Linked DNA regions of Ovis aries: region 2 is linked to region 1. A link is a contact called in public Hi-C data. All regions are on one chromosome and are shown on one strand. The core of a region is the stretch at or near the end of the contact, and the rest is flanking DNA. Distances in the headings are between cores, read along the strand shown.

Region 1 (6,408 bases), core at 1,083-3,582:
GAAATTTATTAGAGGGAAAAGAGAGGGTGACTGGCCCTTAAGGAGACCAAGCATCCTCCCTTTCTTACAGGGTGGGTCCTTCTTATAGCCAATAATGAAAAACTCTCTGAAGGGATGGTCACGGAGCCGGATGTCTAGAATCTGGTGATCTCGCAGCTTTGAGAAGATAGGCGCCAGTGAGAAAACAGCATGCCATCTGGGCGGTTTGGTCAGTCAAGAGGATCACTGTGCTTTTATTCTTTGTTTGCGAGGTTGACGTAATGAGCCGTCTTATCAGTGAGACCTCATGAGGGCCCTATCATAGTTGACTTACAGCGTTGTGTCAATCTCTGATGTACAGCAAAGTGGTCCAGTTATACATCTGTAAACACCCTTTCTAAAAACTCTTCTCCATCATGGTTTGTCAAAGGGTCTTGAATACAGTTCTCTGCACTATACAGCAGGACCTTGTCGTTTTTCCATTCTGTATTTAATAGCTTACATCTGCAACCCCAGCCTCCCACTCCATCCCTTCCCAACCACCTTGCCCTTCTTCTATTTGTCTCTGATAGGCAGTTGGGACGCTTACAGACAGAAAAACATCAGTCGAATTCACAGCTTGAGGCCCCTGGTCTGCCCCTGTCTGTTGTGCCCGGGGTGACAAGCGTGTGCCCGCCAGTCTACAGCTCTCGTTCTCAGAATGGGCCCCTCCCCTTGCTTCTGCTCTTCTCTATCCCAAGTTGCTTTCTGGGGCCAAGGGGAGGGGCGTGATTCAGTTCTGGTTTACCTTTTTCTCGAGGAGGGGGTTGCAACCCACATGGGAAGGGTCTGCTTTACGTCTCCCCTCCCTGGACTGGTCTTCGGCCTTTACTTCTGTCCTGCTCACTCTGAAGGCCCCCAGACTGAAGCCCAAGTGGGTGGTATCTGTCAATACCTTTCGTACGGAAGTGGCTTTGGTGCTTCTGTCGTGTTGTTTACCTCTCTGGGGTGATATTTTCTCCTCAAATTTAGCCTGCTGCTTCCCCATGATCTTTCTAGCTCTTCAATTAAATTTTTTTTTTTAACTCAACATTTTAAACTGTGTTCAGAGGTAAAAAGAAGTCTGCCACTGCTGAAAACAAAAGTCTCAAGATCAGTTTCAGATCTACTGTGTTGGAGGGTCTGAGGGGACGTTTTGTGTTGGGTCGCATCAGAAAAAATCTTCTCTCTATAAGGATGTCAGTGTCTGCACGCATCCAGCCTACCTCTTGTCTGCACTGTAGTGTACTATGGCCAGGGTGCTAGCATCCTCTGAGACGGAGTGAGCAGAAGTGAGTCAGATACAGCCGGCAGAACTCAGCAAAAGATCAGATGCCTCATGGAGGCAGGAAAGTGGAGCCTGACTCCTCAGTTCCTGGCACATCTCTCAGTGACATCACCTCTGCCCACTTGTCCCCAGACTGCCACTGTAAGGACCTCCTGCCTCCTCCGTGGATGGCTGGTGAAATGAGCGCAGTGCTGTGCCTGATGACACGGCTGACTGGGCAGAAGTCGCAGCTCCCTACCATACGAGTTATGCAACCCAGGAAGCTGCCAAACCTCTCCTGGCCTGAACCAACAGATCTGCAATATGGGATGGGCATAATAGTAACCAGCTTATAGAGTTGATAGGAGAACTGACTAGCCAATAATTGCAATGCCCTTGAGAGAGTGCCTGCAACATAAGAGGCTCTATAAAATCTTTTTAAAATGGGATGAGGTCTCATGCACCTCTCCAGGTCAACTTAATAATAAACACAATATTGCTGTAGCATTTGCTCTTTTAATCTCTTGCCACCCTTCAGTTTAGAGGTGAGAAACTGAGGCCCAGAGAGGGCAGGGATTCCACAAAGCAGCCCAGCAGGCCACCATCTCCTTAACCTGGAGAGGCCCGCTCAGGGTCCCAGCCACACCTCTGCTCCCTCGGACTGGCTGTGTGACTGTGGCCTGGTCTGTTCCCTCTCCGGGCTTTGGTTTCCCCATTGGCAAACCAGGAGGAAAGACCAGTCATCCCTCTGCCTCCAGCTCTATCTGACCAGCGAAGGGTGTTCGGACAAAGCTCCATGGTTTGTTCTGGGAGATTTTGGGGGTTGCAATTGCTGAGGTGATTCAAGGATCCAAGCGGGCTGGGAGGATGTACAGTGGGTCATGAGAGCTGCCTTCCAGGAACCCAGAAGCTTGAGAACTTGCAGCCTCAAACCAGCCGCATCTACCACTTACAGCACTTAGAAAGGTGTTAGTTACCCAGACACCGACTTGGGTAATAGCTTCCCATGGGTCGGGGTTGGGCGGTGGGGGAAGGGACGGACAACTGACGGGTGAGAATTCACATCAGCTCTCTGGCTGGGGGGCCCCAGGCAGGCACAGGGCCCTACTCAGTCTTGTCTTCCCTGAGCTGGGGCAGGACATCTAGGCTCTGGCTTCTGACTCTAGTTCAAGCCAGTCCCTGTCCCTCTCTGGGCCTCAGTCTCACATCAGTGAAATGGGACCAGAGACAGCACAGATAAGTCTCCAAGGCCCCACGTGACCTGACCGTCAGGCAAAAGTGTGACTGTCCCTCCTAGTGTGTGGACTCTAGGGCCTCCACCCAGCCCCACCACAGGGGAAAGGCAGCGCTGAGTGCCCTGACCGCCTACTGTCGGACCTCTCTGAGCCTCAGGGCTCCTCATCTGTGCACAAGGAGAGTGGCAACACCAACGCGACAGGGCTGGGAGGATTCCCTGAGATAATCACCCGGGGCCTGATGCAGTTGTCAGTGCAAAAAGTAATTCCCACTCACCGACATCCCCTGCTGCTGGGCCTCAGGGGCTAGAGGCAGCTCCCCAGCCCTCGCAGGCCCCAGGCCTCCATGCCCAGAGGGAGCCAGACCTGGGAAGAGGCTTTGGCTGTGGTGATTTTGAAGCAGGTGCTACAACCCCCACTCCTGAGGCCTGGGCTCCCACACACTCATATCCTGCCTCCAGGCCAACCCTCAAATTGGTTATCATTTAGTTAGGGCCACCAGCCTGCAGGCAGTTAATTGCGCCTGTCAGCAAAACAGGAAGAACTTTAGCGAGCAATTCATTAATAAAACTGGTGACTCCCAGAGCCGCTTCTTTCAGGAAGGACTGATTTCATTAACCACTTCATCACTCAGGCAAAGGCTGATAATATCAGTGGTTTGCATCCTCCAAGATCCTTGGGGGGGATATAGAATAACTGCTTCTCACTGATAGAGAGTCTGCTCTGTGCCAAGCGGTGTGCTTTGCAAATCCCACCAGATTTGGTCCTTACAATATGAAAGTGTTAGTCGTTCAGTCACGTCTGACTCTTTGCAACCCCATGGACTATGGCCTGCCAGGCTCCTCTGTCTTGAGGATTCTCTAGGCAAGAATACTGAAGTGGGTTGCTGTGCCTTCCTCCAGGGGATCTTCCTGGCTCAAAGATCGAACCCGTGTCTCATATCTTCTGCATTGACGGGTGGGTTCTTTACCACTAGAGCCACCTGAATAAGGTACTATTATTATGCCCATTTTACAGGTGGGAAAATTGAGGCTCTGAAAGATGATTCTCTTCTCCAAGGACACGTAACTATTAATAAGTACAAATGGATCCCAGTCTGTCTGATTCCAAAGGTATTTTCTCCTTGAGTGGTCCCGAAAATGCATGTTTCCCTTTATGGATGGAAGGTCTCAGAACCTGTGAGCTAAGAAACTGTCGCAGGCTTGCAGGAAGTGGGTATGTGGACTCAGGTCTTTTCCTAAAGCAATTCCACTGTTTCAGTGCAAGTGGAGCCCTTAGGTCCTGAAACACGCGGAGGCTGGCTTGTCCCCCCCGCCACGTGTCCACCCCGCCAGCCACTCTCCTGCCCCCCAGACCACCAGCCTCCATCCTCAAGATCTGGATTCTTCCTCTGCAGCTCACTTCTCTATTCTCTGTCTGCAGCGCTCTCCATAAGAGGCAATTGGAATGGAATTTTAGATGGCACAGGGAAATGAATTTGTTTTTTATATTTGTCTTTGGCTGCACTGGGTCTTGGTTGCTTCACGTGGGCTTTCTCTAGTTGTGGTGAATGGGGGCTTCTCTTCATTGCAGTACATGGCCTTCTCTCGGCAGTGGCTTCTCTTGTGGATCACAGGCTCTGGGCATGAGGGCTTCGTAGTTGTGGTGTGTGGGATCAGTAGTTGTAGCTCGCATGTTCTAGAGCACAAGGTTCAGTTGCCTCATGGCACACGGGATCCTCCCAGACTAGGGATCAAACCCATGTCCCTTGCATTGGCAGGAGAATTCTTAACTGGACCACCAGGAAAGTCCCAAGGGAGATCAGGTTTAATATTAGTCTAATGAATAGCTTTTCATTAATTATGGCATGTGACCCTGGTCATTTAACACAGGATGCTGTGTTTTCTTTTAAAAGAAATCATTTGGATTAAGTTTAAAAAGATCCATCGATCTAAAATATTAAGTAAAAATTTGGCAGATTTAATTTCTGGACTTGGAAAAATCTGTGAGAACAAACTTGCCTTCTTGAGTAGGGGATACCTAGCCTGGGTAACCCCTGCCCCCTTCTTAACCAAACAGGTCCGGGGAGGTATTTGTCAGTCTCAAGAGGGTAGTCCTTTCCCAGAGGGGAAGTTGGCCTTCTTCCTCAGCCAACAGACTCGCGCTGCAGCGAGGTTATTTATTTCTTTGAAAATGTTATCAGTGTACTACACATACACACAGTTTAGCATCATGGTTGCCTGGGGTGGAAGTGGCGGGGAGGTTGCCTGCAAAGGAGCATGAAGGAAGTTTCTAGAAAGATGAAAATGCTCTGTATGTTGATTGAGGTGTTTGCTACACAAGTGGGCACGCCTGTCAAATAATCGACTTGTACACTTAAAGTGTGGAGATTTTCTGCAGGGAGATAAAGCCGGTTTGAAAACAATAAAAACCAAAGCCACAAGTATTCTCTTATATTGGGAGCCCCTTGTATTCACTGCTAGTTCTAAATTCTGAGACCTGTGCTTTGCTGCGTGATAGAATATGCTGGTCTCACTGAGCTATTATTTTGGTTGCTCCCGCAAATCAGCATTTACAGAGTTTTGCCGTGTGCTGATCACAACAAGGGTGTTTAGAAAGTCAGAGAGTTACATTTGGCAAAGGGACATCACAACTGATTGTTGGGACAATTGGCTCTCCATTTAGAAGGAAATAAAATTAGATCCCTACCTCACACCATATGCACACATACAAACACTCCAGATAGATTAAAGATGAATGGATTAAATGTTATAAAAAACTATACTGCTAAGTCAGTTCAGTCATGTCCGACTGTGCGACCCCATAGACGGCAGCCCACCAGGCTCCCCTGTCCCTGGGATTCTCTAGGCAAGAACACTGGAGTGGGCTGCCATTTCCTTCTCCAATGCAGGAAAGTGAAAAGTGAAAGTGAAGTCGCTTAGTCATGTCCGACCCTTAGCGACCCCGTGGACTGCAGCCTACCAGGCTCCTCCATCCATGGGATTTTCCAGGCAAGAGTACTGGAGTGGGGTGCCACTGCCTTCTCCAGCGCTTAGTGCTAGTCTTTCCCATTCTATTGTTTTCCTCTATTTCTTTGCATTGATCACTTAGGAAGGCCTTCTTATCAGTCCTTGCTATTCTTTGGAACTCTGCAAGTACCAAGTACCAAATTGCAGTACTTGGGTGCCATCTCAAAATTTAAAGATTGATCTCTGTTAGTTTCCAGGGCAAACCATCCAATATCACAGTAATCCAAGCATGTGACCCAGCCACTATAAAAAACTTCTTCTTCTATAAAACTGTAGAAGTATTAAAATAGAATGTGAAGATTATTTTTTATAATTTTTTTTTTCTCTGTGCTGAGTCTTTGTTGCTCGCTGCATGGGCTTTTCTCAAGTTGTGGTGAGCGGGGGCTACTCTCTAGCTGTGGTGCTTTAGGCTTAGTTGCTCTGCAGCATGTGGGATCTTCCCAGATCAGGGACCAAACCCATGTCTTCTGCATTGGCAGGTGGATTCTTTACCACTCACTGAACCACCTGGGAAGCCCTAGAAGAATGTTTTTAATAAGGTCCAGCCAGTAGGAGCTAAGACATGAGGGTCAAAATTCATGAAAGAACATTATGTTTGACTATGTGTTCAGCGGCTTTAGTCATGTCTGACTCTGTGGCCCTATGGACTGCAGCCCACCAGGCTCCTCTGTCCTTGGGATTTTCCAGGCAAGAATACTGGGTTGCCATTTTCTCCAGGGGATCTTCCCGACCCAGGGATTGAATCCACATCTCCTGAGTCACCTGCATTGCAGGCAGATTCTTTACGGCTGAGCAACCAGGGAAGCCCCATGTTTGACTGTATAATAATGTAAAACATCCTGTGACCAAAGATACTGAGAATTTAGCTAAAAGGCATGCAGTAGACCACTGGAAAATATTA
Region 2 (6,408 bases), core at 2,564-5,063, 48 kb after region 1:
ATCCTCACTCAGTTCCAAAAAGGTTGTGATTCTCAGCTTCTGAAAGCTCTTGCCTCCCCATCACTTTTCTCTCTTTCTTTTTCTCTCTCTGCTCCTCCCTCATTCCCTTTCAGTCTAAGCATTCTAAGTGTCTCTGCTTGAGGTGACTGCGATTGACTTTAATGGCGATCCAGAAACACGGTTGGCACTGCCCCTTTCTCCAAGAGCTGGTGCTGCCGGCCAAAGGGAGGTGCGATGGGGCTGCCATTACCCCAGGTTCCCCCAGGACCTCTGGCCTGGAAGTGTCAAAGATGGTGATGAGTCGCCCTGGGGAACATCACAGCCTAAATGGCTCCTGTAGCCCATCTCCTGCTAGTTAATGGCCTTTGGGACAGCTCAGAGGGGAGGGGAGGGGAGGGGAGGCAGCTGGAGGCTGGGAGGGGGAATGCTGACAGTTTTCTTATCTGTGTGGTGTCAAGATTTCCGAGTGCTCCTCTTTTCACATTGGTAACAGGTGTTCTGCAAAAAAAAAAAAAAAAAAAAGCTCGCACCATCACACTGGGCTGGGAAACTAAGCCCAACCAAGCTCTGTGGATTTTCTTTCTGCAGGACTTATCAGAGCCTTTGATATGTCAATTCATATGGCCAAGTAGGACCTGCAGTGTTTCTCTAGCTTGGGAACTAGTGCTTCTTAGGGAGGAACTTCCCTGTTGCTCACATAGTGAAAAATCTGCTTGCAGTACAGGAGACCTGGGTTCGACCCCTGGGTCAGGAAGATCCTCTGGAGAAAGGAATGGCAACCCACTCCAGTGTTCTTGCCTGGAGAATCCCACGGACAGAGCAGCCTGATGGGCTACAGTCCATGGGCTTGCAAAGAGTCAGACATGACTAAGTGACTAAACACACACAGCTTCTTAGGAAGTGTTTGGCAAAGTTACCTCATGGTAAAGTCAGGGAGATAGTTCCAGAGAAGGGAAGGAAGGGGCTCTGGTGACCGTAATGGCTGAAATCACGGGCTTTGAGGTTTGGTGGACTAAAGTCTGAATCCTGGCTTGGCTACTTACTTCCCTGGGCATCACTTAGGCTTTTTGGATTTCCATTTCCTTTTTACGTTGGGGCAATAATAGTATTTGCTTTATAGAGTTAAGGTGGGATTGAACGACCATTTGTGAAAAGTGCCTTGCGCAGTTTTGGGCACCAAGTGAGTGATCGCTAAATGGGAACTGTCATCTCCTGCTCCCCTTCTTGGATTCCAGCTCCGTTTTGCTGTGCCAGCTAGACCTCTGTTTATTCCCACTCGCCGTCTGCTGTTCTGCCAGGCACTGCGAGGCTGGAGTGCAGGGCAGTCGGGGGAGGATGTGGAGGCTGAAGGCCAGTGTATGGTCCGGAATCCCACTGGGGTCTGGTGGGGGCACCTCCTTTGTTTGTCGAGTACATGGCGTTTCTAAGTTAGACCTTTACAGATATGGCACAAGGTTGGCATCCAGAGGGGAGCACCGGTGTATGCAGAGGTTTGGAGGAGGGAACACTCAAGCCCAGGCTCATCTCTCGTGATGGTGTGCTGGCCTCTGAGGCCTCTTGAGCAAACACTCTAATTGCAGATAAAGCAGGTAGCAGGGTGGGTGGCTCTGGATAACTGGCTCTCGGGGGAACTCGGCGTCCTCTCATCTGCGCAGGTGCCCCTCTCCTGCCCTTCCTCGGTCTCCCCCCAGGGCCAGGGCTCGTCTGGGCACGCGGAGGGAGCCGTGGCCCGGGGACCTGCTGGACAGAAGCCATGGGGCGGCGGGGCCCACGCTGGTGGGGCAGTGCTCCAGAACGTGGGACTCATCCTGGGCAGTGAGCCGGCAAGTCCTTGGCACCCACCGGCCTCCGGGAGGCAGGCAGCTAGCTTAATTTTTATTCTTTTTAATTGTAGAAAAATTCCTGAAACCTGAAGTCACTCTGTTTTCCCTGGCCAGGCCAGAACACCCTTCCTGGGGGGAGTTCTGTGTGGCCACCTAGCTTGGGCTTCAGTCTCCTAGTCTGTGACTGAGGGCGGGGAGAGACGGGCTCCATGTTTGCAAGCAGTGCCTCCTGGAGCCCCGGGCTCTGCTGAGGGGCTGGGGGCCCGGCTGAGAGTGAGGTGTGCTCGGGGGTCCCACCGGGGTCTGGTGGGGGTGCTGCCTTTGTTTGTCGGGTACATGGTGTTTCTAAGTTAGACTGCGTTTATGAGAGTTTGGAAAGGGCTGGTGGAGGGTCCTCTCAGCCCCCCACCCCACCCTCTCTGCTCTGCTCTAACGTCCCTCCTCGCTCCCCTACACACCCGCACACAAGAGCACGCACACCTCATGTGTCCTTCCCTCAAGGCCTTCATGCTCACCCACCCCTCCCTTGGCCAAACCCTTTTCTCCTAAGGCCCTCTGTCCAGGGCTGGGGGAGGGGGAGCCAGCATCTCCATGTTGTCCCCCGTCTGTTGTCCCCACCGCCCCCGACCCTGACCAGCAGCTGAAGATGAGGGCTGGAGCTGGGAAGCTGGGCTGGGTCTTCCCACTGCTGGCTCTCCCTGCAGGAGGGCAGGACTAGGCTCACACCTGGAGACCCACTGGGGCAGGGGCCCCCCTCCCCACACACACACCCCTGCTCCCAGCTGTGCTTAAAGGTCCCAGGCACCCTGATAAATGCTAGGTGAGCCACCCAGGACTGTGATTCATCCTCACCACCACTGAGGTGGAGACGAGACACCACGGGGGAGGCAAGCTGCCCTGGCTCCCGTCCAGAGCGAACCATTTACCACCCAAGTGATCTGGGGCCGGCCCCACCCACCTCTGACTCTGTAAGACAGGGCTCCTGGTGGCATCCCAGCCTTGTAAGCCAGTGGTTCTATGCCCGCAGAGTGTTGGTCAACGGGCTGCCTGGTCAGGCTGGACTCCCAAGCCCCACACCAGACCTGGAGCCTCTGCCCCTCACACGCCGTTATTGTTTAGTCACTCAGTGCAGCTCTTTTGTGACCCCACGGACTGTAGCCCACCAAGCTCCTCTGTCCCTGGGATTTCCCAGGGAAGAATACTAGGGTGGGCTGCCATTTCCTTCTCCAGGGAATCTTCCCAACTCAGGGATCCAACCCGAGGCTCCTGCCCCATCTTCTGCATGGCAGGTGGGTTCTTTACCGCTAAGCCCCTCACATATATTCCATCACAAAACGTTTATGCATCCCTGACAGTACCCTGCATGTATGTGTGCACGTGTTTTCATCCTAATGTTACTGCTCTCCTGGCAAAAAAAAAAAAAAAAAAAAGGAAAAAAAAATTGGGAAAAAAACCCATCAAGCTCATAGCAGCTACTGGGTAAAAATTCCCCGCTACTTCTGATTTGCTGAATGAAGAAAAAAATCTTTTGTGCTATTTTCAGAGATGCTGAATGTCAGTGTGGAGGATCTGTGATAATGCATTTCAGTGAACTTCCTGGGGTGTTTCTGACCCATCGTGGGTTTGGGCACCTCTGATGTGAACTCCTCGTGGCAAAGGTGGGCATATAGGGTTGAGCATAGGCTGTGGACTGCCCCCTACCCCACCACATCAGAACACAGAAGTTAATTCTGATGGCAGTTAGGGAAAGCTTCAAGGGGAGGGCGTGTCTTCACTGAGTTTAGAAAGATGAGTTGGGTCATGGAAAGAGGGAAGCGATCCAGACAGAGAGGCTAGTCGGGGGATGGATAAGCCTGCGGTCCACGCGTGTGTTACTGGCAGGAGAATGCCTGGGGGCCTAGGTCATCTTCCTGGGGAGGCGCCTGCCTGGGAAGGGTTAACCCCAGAGCCACCAAGGTCCTGTCCACTCAACTTCCACCTCTGTCCTCTGAGGAAATGGGTTTTCCAGGGGCCTGGACTGGGCCAGCAGTGACCCGTGGCTCTAAACGGATGGCAGAGGAAGTGAGTCAGGCCTCAGGGGAGAAAGTGAGCCATGAGTCCCCTGCCCATTACCCTCTCCCCCACCGTGAGGATGGGCAGGGCTGGGCCTGCACTGGAGCCGGGGCATCTCCTCCTGGGCCCAGCCAGCCCGAGGGATGGGCAGCCGGGAGTCTTAGCTTAGATGAGCCCTGGCCCCTCCGCTCTGCCTTGATCCTTGGGGACTCTGTGATGGTGGCCCTCATTGTGTCAAACTGGGCCAGATTGTTTTGTTCTCTGCGTGTGTTTACGGAAGGCCTGAGGTCAAGGGCAGCTGCTCTAGAAGGGGCTGGTGGGGGAGGGGCCTCTACTGGAGACTCGGCCCCCTAAATTCTCTCTCCCAGGCTGGAGTTATCTGCACAGCCTGTGGTCTTGGCTGCCACCCACCCACCATTTCTCTCTCCTTTTGTTTGGGGGTCTCCCCAAACCAGAGGAGCAAGAATCTCTAGAAACTATTGGCTCCAGCTCTCCAAGGAGTTCTCTAGAATGACACTGAGGTCCGTGTCTTAGCTCCACCGGTGGGGAAGCTTACAACATCCACTGCCCTAGTCTCAGTTTTCTGATCTGTAAAATGGCAAAACAGCAGGACCGGCCTCACAGGGTGGCTCTGAGGATCTCATGAGAGTGTAGATGGTGCCCCCGTCCAGCCCTCCTTTCCCTCAGAGGCTTCTGGGGACCGGCTCATGTCCGTGCTGTGAGGTGGGAAGTTTTCTGGGTGGGGTTTCAGTCTTCCCAGAAAGGAAATTTCATGCTCGAAGAATTTCCTGTTGAGGTGCTTTGGAAGTTGAGCTGGGGCCCACGAGGGGGTGACGTGGAGGGTGAGAGGGAAGATGTAGGAGTAGGGACCTGTGACGGGCCCAGGGGGCTGGGTGAGGGGCAGGCGTGAGCTGGTCAGGAAGGATACAGAGGTACTGAGCCAACACCTATGGCACCTGCCTTGTGCATATTCCTGCTCTAAATCCTCTATAGATACCAATTCATTCAGTTCTCACAATGACCTTTGAAATAGTCTTGATTTTTATACCTATTTACAGATGACAAAAGTGAGGCCCAGAGAAGGTGAGTAACTAGTCCAGAGACACATGGACATTGAGTAGAGGAATTGATATTTAAACCCAGTCTGGCTCCAGAGTCTACTCTACTAAGGATGGGTTAAAGGAAACCAGGCAGTCCCTCCCCCTCAAATTCCAAGAAACTCTATAAGGCTAGAGTTGTTCACCCTGGAGTGGCTGTTCAAGCAGCCAGGGTAGAGTGGGGATGACCAGGAATGTCAGAGCATGCCATTGACCCCTGTCTGTTGGAATCATGGCATTTCACAAATGCAGCCTCACTTGTATCCCTCTGGTGATGGGAACCTCATTCCCTCTTTCTGCTTTTTTGTTCTCAAAGAGATCAGCCCAGGAAGATAAATGAAAATGGATGACTCTGCCCTGTCCTAGGCACTGTTTACTGATAGTAGTAATTCACTTCTTTTTTTTTTTTTTTTTTGGTAACTCACTTTGAAAGTCAGTGGGCCAGAGAGATACTTGGATTCTAGCCAGCTCCATCCTTGCTTGCTGTGTAAGGTCAGGAAATCACTGGCCCTCTCTGGGCCTTGAATGCAAATGCCATAATGAAGAACTGGGGCCACATTTGCAAAGTGATCTGTGAACTCTGAGTTCACAGGTATAAAGCGAAAGTCAAATAGGGGTTAGGGAGTTGCCTGGAGGAGATGTGGTTTGTATTGGGGATCAGGTATAGACAGTGATAGGGACTGGCAGAAAGGAGGAGGAAAGAGAAGGGGTCCAGCAGAGGCATACTTCTGTCCCCAGATGCTGGGTTTCCTTCCACTGTTCTAGAGCGACAGTTTCAAAAGGAGTCCAAATGGGAGACACTGCTTTAGAAAGATCCTCGGTGTTCTCTTTACTTCAAGTAGTAAATCCTTCACTCCCCCTAAAAATAAAAAACAAAAACACCAAAACCCAAAAGGAACCAAAATGCTCAGAGAGGATGCAGAGTGAAACCTTAAAAATCACAATTTAGGAAATAGCAGCCATTCCCCCAAAGACTTCCACTTCCTTCTCTGGGGTCTTGCGATGTCACCAGGGCAGGGTGAGGAACCCAGCTGACCAACGATTAGACTGACCAGACCCAAGAAATTAGGGTTCCGTTACATATGTTGGGATACTGGAGACTGGCTTGAGGGGGCCAGGTCTGTTCAGTGAATTCCTGTCTGGGCCACCCCTTCATTTAATGCTGCCCTCAAATAATCCATCCAAAAGTCACTTCCTCCTGGAAGCCCTCCTGCGTTCCCCCAAATCAAAGTCCTCACATGCCCCATGGATGCCAGGCTTCCTTTTGTCTGGCTTATAGCAGATGACTGCATCTGTCACCACAGACATATGCAGCTCCCCACAGGATGAGGGTGTCTGTTCATGACTGCACCCAGCTCAGTCACTGGGCCAGATGGCCATGGGGTGGGCCAAGCCACCCAGCATCTCTCTGTGAGTACCAGGAACGGAGGTTCCCT

The links. Hi-C and Micro-C count contacts between places; a contact is called where the count stands out from the background.
Region 2: a contact with region 1 is called in a Hi-C map of liver, with 3 times the contacts expected there. The contact joins two enhancer-like sites. A contact is called at or near these places in 13 of 16 Hi-C or Micro-C datasets (blood, hypothalamus, liver and 6 more).

The regions. Positions count from the first base shown.
Region 1 is chr14:25,166,454-25,172,861 of ARS-UI_Ramb_v3.0, forward strand. No RefSeq gene overlaps it. Among named protein-coding and RNA genes, the nearest start is that of ADGRG1, 21 kb to the right of the region's middle. Within about 2 kb of position 2,333, at least 4 of the 54 cell types and tissues checked have an H3K27ac peak or open chromatin away from gene starts, as enhancers often do. A contact at or near this core is called in liver, where this site is marked.
Region 2 is chr14:25,212,963-25,219,370 of ARS-UI_Ramb_v3.0, forward strand. The region is part of intron 1 of ADGRG1 (adhesion G protein-coupled receptor G1); the gene reads left to right. Among named protein-coding and RNA genes, the nearest start is that of TRNAG-CCC, 20 kb to the right of the region's middle. Within about 2 kb of position 3,814, at least 9 of the 54 cell types and tissues checked have an H3K27ac peak or open chromatin away from gene starts, as enhancers often do. A contact at or near this core is called in liver, where this site is marked.